Regions from separate parts of the Oryzias latipes genome. Here region 2 is linked to region 1. The links are chromatin contacts, called in public Hi-C maps. All regions are on one chromosome and are shown on one strand. Each heading gives the region's core, a stretch centred on a gene start, on an enhancer-like site or on the middle of the called end of the contact. The rest is flanking DNA. Distances are from core to core; before and after follow the strand shown. Region 1 overlaps msi2 (RNA-binding protein Musashi homolog 2). Region 2 holds the start of msi2 (RNA-binding protein Musashi homolog 2).

Region 1 (2,893 bases), core at 15-2,514:
TTAAAAGGTCACAAGAATTAGTCCACATAAAGTCCACATTTTTTGCCCTGTCCAGCCCAGACAACTGCAACTTTAATGAACACACAATTGGAAGGATGAAGGCAAAAAGACATCGTGTTGGGATTCCTATTGACTTTTCTGAGCAGTAAAAAACAAATGCATGCACTTATGCTTCAAAAAACCCTTCAAAATATCCTTATTTCAGCGTTTTGTTTACATTCAGCCAGCCAGTCCTGACACCAGTGATAGGATTGTGTGTGCGCATGTTAGTCTCACGCACAACCCAAACAAAACAGCTATCTAGAGCAGACGTATTTCTCCACAGTTGCACCTTCTGAGCCACTCACCTCCTCTTTTGTCCTGTGACATTATTACAAGACATTCATTAAGGGGAATTCAACTGTTTCTTAATGCAAAAGTACCTAAAAATGTCTATTCTTGTTAAGCTTTTCCATTACATCCAATGTGGCAGATTTGAAGTATTTATGTAACATAAAGCGCAAGCATCTCATTTAAAAAGACATTTTGGTGTTCTTTGCAGCAAACAGACCAGCTCACAGCTCACTGTGTCTCAGAACCCTGGAGTAAGTTTTAGATATCCAGTCGCAGCACATCGCCTGGGAAATTCGTTAAATGTTCATAACCTGCTTGTTCAAATGTCCCAGATTTGCCACAAGCAAGCATCTAATTAGCATAATATTCCTATTTCTGAAAAGCTCTTAAGAGCACTTCTGGCGTTGTCCATTTCTCTTATTTGCCTCTTATTGCTACAACGTTTGCTTAATGCCTGCCCTGTGCATTGCATGCTTGGCTCATTGTAGATGCAGCGTGAATTTGCTGTTTGGGTATGGGCCCATGCATCTCCAGGGCCCTATAATCAGCTCTAAGCTGCTTCTATCAATCTTCATAACTGTAGTGGGCTGAGGAGGGAAGTGCAGCTAATCAGCTCTAACCGGCCCCATGTTCAGCTCGACTGTCACTGTTATAGCAAGGCCATATGCAAACATTGTCCCGAACATGCGTGCGCCTTACTCGCATCTTTGCCGTCTCACGAGGCTGTGCCACAGATGGCCAGCTCCAGCAGAAGTCAGGCTTTGAAAGGGCCTCTGACTTTCACTGAATAGCTGTTAGTGTAGGTTAATATGGGAGTGGTGGCCCTGCAGGGGTGGCAATCACAGTTCTGATCAGAGCCGGGCTTCAAAGCCGTCTGCGCAAGTTGAAGCTGGAGTTGTCATTAGCTTCTGCCCTGTGCTTGACAGCCCTTCCCCACCCCCAGCTCCCTTTTCCTGTCTTTCTCTCCCTCTTTCTCTGCGCTTGCCTCCGTCTCATCACTCATTTTATGGCCCGTACGAATGGCCACTGTAATCCTGGGTTTGGCTGCTTGGGCCTGCCACTCCACATTTGCACTAAGCATCTTTCCTTCTCATCTTCTTTGCCCTGATTGTATTGCAACAAGAAATTACAGATCTATTTATGCTCACTAGATCTGAGATTGGGCCACTTCTTAAAAGCGCGTTTAGGGAAGTGGTAGTGGACCTGGCACGGGCCACCCTCATACTTAACATGAAGGCTTCACCGCTGCTAATTCTCAAACTAATGACCTAATCCTTCTTCGCTGCTCTTCCTCTGTTTTCTGTCCTGTGCAGAATGTCCTCTAAAGCAAAAGTGACTGCGCTGTTGTTTGTTGTTTATTGACCGTGTTTTCTCTTTGTGAGTCAGCTCTAGTGATGCAAGTGAGCAGAGGCAGTGTGTTTACCTGAACTGGCTGTGTTTTCCCAGTGCGTGCATTTGTGTGTATGTGTGTGCGCACATTGTGCCTGCATAATGTCAAGACCTTTGATCACACTACATTGCATTGACAGATTCTCTCTGGTACCTTCTGGTTGCTTAAGAACAGTCACTGTCTGGACTTGGTCATTTACAACCTTGTTAGAGAGGCAACAATCGTGACCCCCCCCCCCCCCCCCCCCCCCTTATTTTCATTTTTAAGAAATGACATCATGACACCTCTGTTTGCTGGTTCTGTATCTTAGACTCTTCTATTTTTTAACCATCATCTGTTGGGTGAGGTTGGGATCTTCACCTTGTAATCATTTGGAAGTGTGTTCTTAGAAACCTGTCCAGCTGACGCACTGATACTTTTCTTGTTTGCTGAAAAGTTGCTTATAGCCTCAGAGATTTATCCACTGGGATCCCATTTGTGATAACAAAAAAAAGCTTTTTAAAATATAAGCCTGTGTTTAGCTTCTACAGATGGGCCTTCTAGTGATGTTGGCATTCAGATTTTGCTTGTTGTTTGCATTGCTCTGTAATAACATCACCAAATGTTATGAAGAAGTTTGTGTTCCTCTGCTGTTAATAGAGTCAATTTTTTTTTTAGAGGTTTTGCTCAATAAATTCCGACGCTCCATTTGTCAAGTGGCTTTTTCACTTTTACCTGGGGGTCAACATTGAGGACAGTATGTGAAAAATATAGTCGTGTTTTATTTTGAAAAGCTGCAAAAGAAGCATATTTTAGGATTTGATTTCTAACTCATAGTTTTTGTTTTTATGTCACACTAAAATTGTTTGGTGACTTTTAAACCACTTCTCCACTCAGGTATTTTCCTAATACTCAGGATAAAGATAAACATGGGGCCTGGTTGTGACACATAACAAAGTTTTTTTTGCTCAGTTTGCGGCACAGCTTTAAGTCCCCATGGATGTATTTCATAGACATAGCGCATTGAAAAAATTTATTTTGAAATATTTTGAAAATCAAGCAGTTTTCAGTTTTTCCAACCATTTCTTTTAGAGTTTGTTGTGATTCAGATACAGCTATGCGGAACAAAACTTCTCATCAGGTCCGGGAGTGCGACATCACCCCTGGGATGCTTCTGAACCCTTAAGGCCT
Region 2 (3,118 bases), core at 434-2,933, 92 kb before region 1:
TTCAGAGGCCAGGCCTGACAGCTCATTATAGGTACTCTAGATGACAAGATCCATAATTACACTACTATATGTAAGGTTACCACACTTTATTGATCCCCACAGGCTGGTTTTTATTCTTCTTTGGCTGGCTATCATAATGATTAGTCAAGGGTGAGACCTCCAGGTCAGCTAAAAATATTCAGTAACTATTTCAAGCACTGACAAACTTGTGATGACTTTTTAATAAAATAAAAATAAATGTTGAAAATTCCTGGTGCAGAATGTTTTTTCCTGCAGGTATGTTTTACTGTTAAATCATACAAAATGTCGTCACATACCACCGGATGTTAGTTACAGCTGTGTACTGGGCTGATTATAACTACAGTATAAGTAACTGCTGTGGCTGCACTATTTTAAGAGGTAAACAAATGCTGTACTCAAGAGGAAGTGGTGTTAGAACAAAATACATTTTTGACTTATGTAAAAGTCAAACGTTTTCTTTCTAGGTACAGAAAAAAGTAGCTAAATACGCCAGTATTTTAAAAACATTTACTTTGATTTTTGCTTGAAATGTATTTCTTTGGATAAAGAAAGTTTGCAAAAGTATTTTTTTTATGAAAAAACATGACATACTTGTTTATAGACTTTCTGGGACCAATTTAATGATGCTGTGAAAAAAAAAATTCAAGAAACAAACCAAAACTTAAGTATTTTAAAGTAATCAAGTAAAAGTATAACGCATCTTTCTAAATATTTACACAAGGTAAAATAAAAAAAGTAAATAAATATTCCAGTATTTTGAAAAAAGTTTCCTTTGAGTTTTGCTTAAAATGTATTTATTTGGTTAAAAAATTTACAAATGTACAGTTTTTCTTTAAAAAAGTCACTTATTTGTTCATAGTGTTTCTATGACTCAACGGACGATTTTGTGAAGAAAAAAAGATAGCATACAAACCAAAACATAAGTGTTGCAAAGTAAAATCCGACCTCAGTAAAAGTTAAAATTTTTTCTTAAATACTTACGTAAGTTATAGTAAAAGTAACTAAATATAGAATTATTTTAAAAATGTTTTTTTTCGAATTTTTATACTTGAAAGTTATTCATTGGAATAAAAAAAGGAAAGTTTTGATTTAAAAAAGGCACATTTTTGTTTATTGTCTTTCTTGGACAATAAATTGAAGAAAAAAAGTATTTCAATGTGAAATCAAACTGAAGTCAAAGTAAAAAGTAAGGTAAAAGGGTATCACTTTGAATTACTTGAAAATAGATCCTCTGACAGTAAAACAGTGCTTTGATATTGTTGCTCCCCTCATAAAATTGATAGTAATTATCATACAATTACATACAAGATACCTGTAGTACATTATATTTTCATTTTAATGAAAGTCTACTTGTTTTTCAAGAACCTCCTCCGGAGCATAACAGTGGAGATGATTTAATTAGAAAAAGATCAAAAATAAAAATAGAATAAAAAGGATTGTCTGACTTTTCCCCCACTTCTTTCTGAATTCTGGGCTGTAGACATTTCTCCTGCGTCCGCCTGGTTTGGAGGAGCAACGTGCGCCCCTCTCGCGCCTTATTGCTTAATTAAATGACAAATCGGAGGAATCGGTTCGCAGGTTGCCCGAATTGACGTCAATCGGATTGGTTAGGTGACAGAGCCAGGCTCCGCCCCCCTGTGAGCCAAGGTAGAGAGGGAGGAGGAGGGAGCGAGGGGGCTGAGCTGATCCCACGTGTGACGCTTTCATTCCCGGCTCAGTAATATTCTCATAGCGGGGCTTTGCATATCGCCTGCCCTATCTGTGTATGTCTGTCACTGTTACTGTAGTCCCAGCCGATAGTTTGGACTAGATATGGAAGGAGACGGGAGTCAAGCCACATCCGGAAGCCTAAATGATTCACAACATGACCCGGGGTAAGAATTTTCTAAATTTAAACCGTCTTTTTTTTCATGTTACAACATCTTGGAGAGGACTTCTTCGCCTGCCGTGCCGGATTCGAAGGCTGTTTTTTCTCTCTCTCCCAGATGCAGTTTTAAGATGTGAAGCGACAGTAACCCCCCCTTCCTCCCCCCTCCTTTTTTTAAAATGTAGATAATTAGCACGCGCGAGTGTGTTTTCATAGTCCTTTATCCTTTAAGGTCGCTTTTAGAAGTAGTTAGTCGTCAAAATGGCCGAACTGACATCTGGACTCACTTCTGTTGTGTTTTCCCCTTACAGTAAAATGTTTATCGGTGGCCTCAGCTGGCAGACCTCACCAGGTGAGACTGTTATTCTTCGACATTTCGGCTTGTTTTGTCCGTCGCTGTGACTGGAGTGCTCGCCGGCGGCTGCCTCGGCGGTGAACGTGCGCCGCGCGCCGGGGGGACTGTATGGGATATCTGTGTGTGCTTGTTCCGTGTTATTTTTGATCTCCGTCCATCTCAAGTCCTCTATTCGACCCCTATGCGCATCGCGGGGTATTTTTGAAAGACAGCAGCGTGCCCGTGTGCGTTCGCTGCCAAATGACCCGACATGTCCTCCTTTCTTTTCTCTTCACAGACAGCCTTAGAGACTATTTTAGTAAATTCGGAGAAATAAGAGAATGTATGGTGATGAGAGACCCCACGACAAAACGCTCAAGGTAAAACACCGCTTTGCTTATTTTATTTTTATTTATTTTTTAATTTCCCCCTTCACTTTTCCCCCTCTCCTGCTCACATGACGATGCCGCTCACTTTGACCGTGTTTAGTCTTAATCCGGCGTGTGTGTCCGCGCGCCCATGTGCGCCTGCGTGCGGTTCACAGCAAGCCAGATAAGCTTAAATGCTCGCTGCTGTAAAGCTGCGGCCGAATGCAATTTGACATTGACTTTGTGACTGCAGCACAGTGTCGGCGCAGCGTCGCCTCTCATTGTAACACAGCAAAAAAAAAAAATAAAAAGGAGGATCAGAACTAGACCTGCTCTATAACCTGAATTAAGAGATTGGTGCTAAATTAGTGCATGAATATTAAGGTCATAGGAGTTAAAAAAAACTCAAAAGAAACACATAACAGATGATGGTTGTAAATGACTCAAATGTGCATTTTGATTGCATTTAATGCTGTTTTTATTGTTTGTTTGTTTTGCAGAGGATTTGGGTTTGTTACGTTTACAGAT

Evidence for each region. Hi-C and Micro-C count contacts between places; a contact is called where the count stands out from the background.
Region 2: a Hi-C map of fibroblasts shows a contact between it and region 1, with 1.7 times the contacts expected there. The contact joins the promoter of msi2 here to the enhancer-like site in region 1. A contact is called at or near these places in 2 of 5 Hi-C or Micro-C datasets (embryo and fibroblasts).

Annotation. Positions count from the first base shown.
Region 1 is chr14:17,161,227-17,164,119 of ASM223467v1, reverse strand. The region is part of intron 5 of msi2 (RNA-binding protein Musashi homolog 2); the gene reads left to right. Among protein-coding and RNA genes, the nearest start is that of msi2, 92 kb to the left of the region's middle. Within about 2 kb of position 1,264, at least 4 of the 8 cell types and tissues checked have an H3K27ac peak or open chromatin away from gene starts, as enhancers often do.
Region 2 is chr14:17,253,489-17,256,606 of ASM223467v1, reverse strand. It overlaps msi2 (RNA-binding protein Musashi homolog 2), which reads left to right and starts at 1,683. Exons shown (of 15, transcript XM_023962329.1): 1 at 1,683-1,895; 2 at 2,200-2,240; 3 at 2,521-2,602; 4 at 3,091-3,118. The coding sequence starts at 1,834.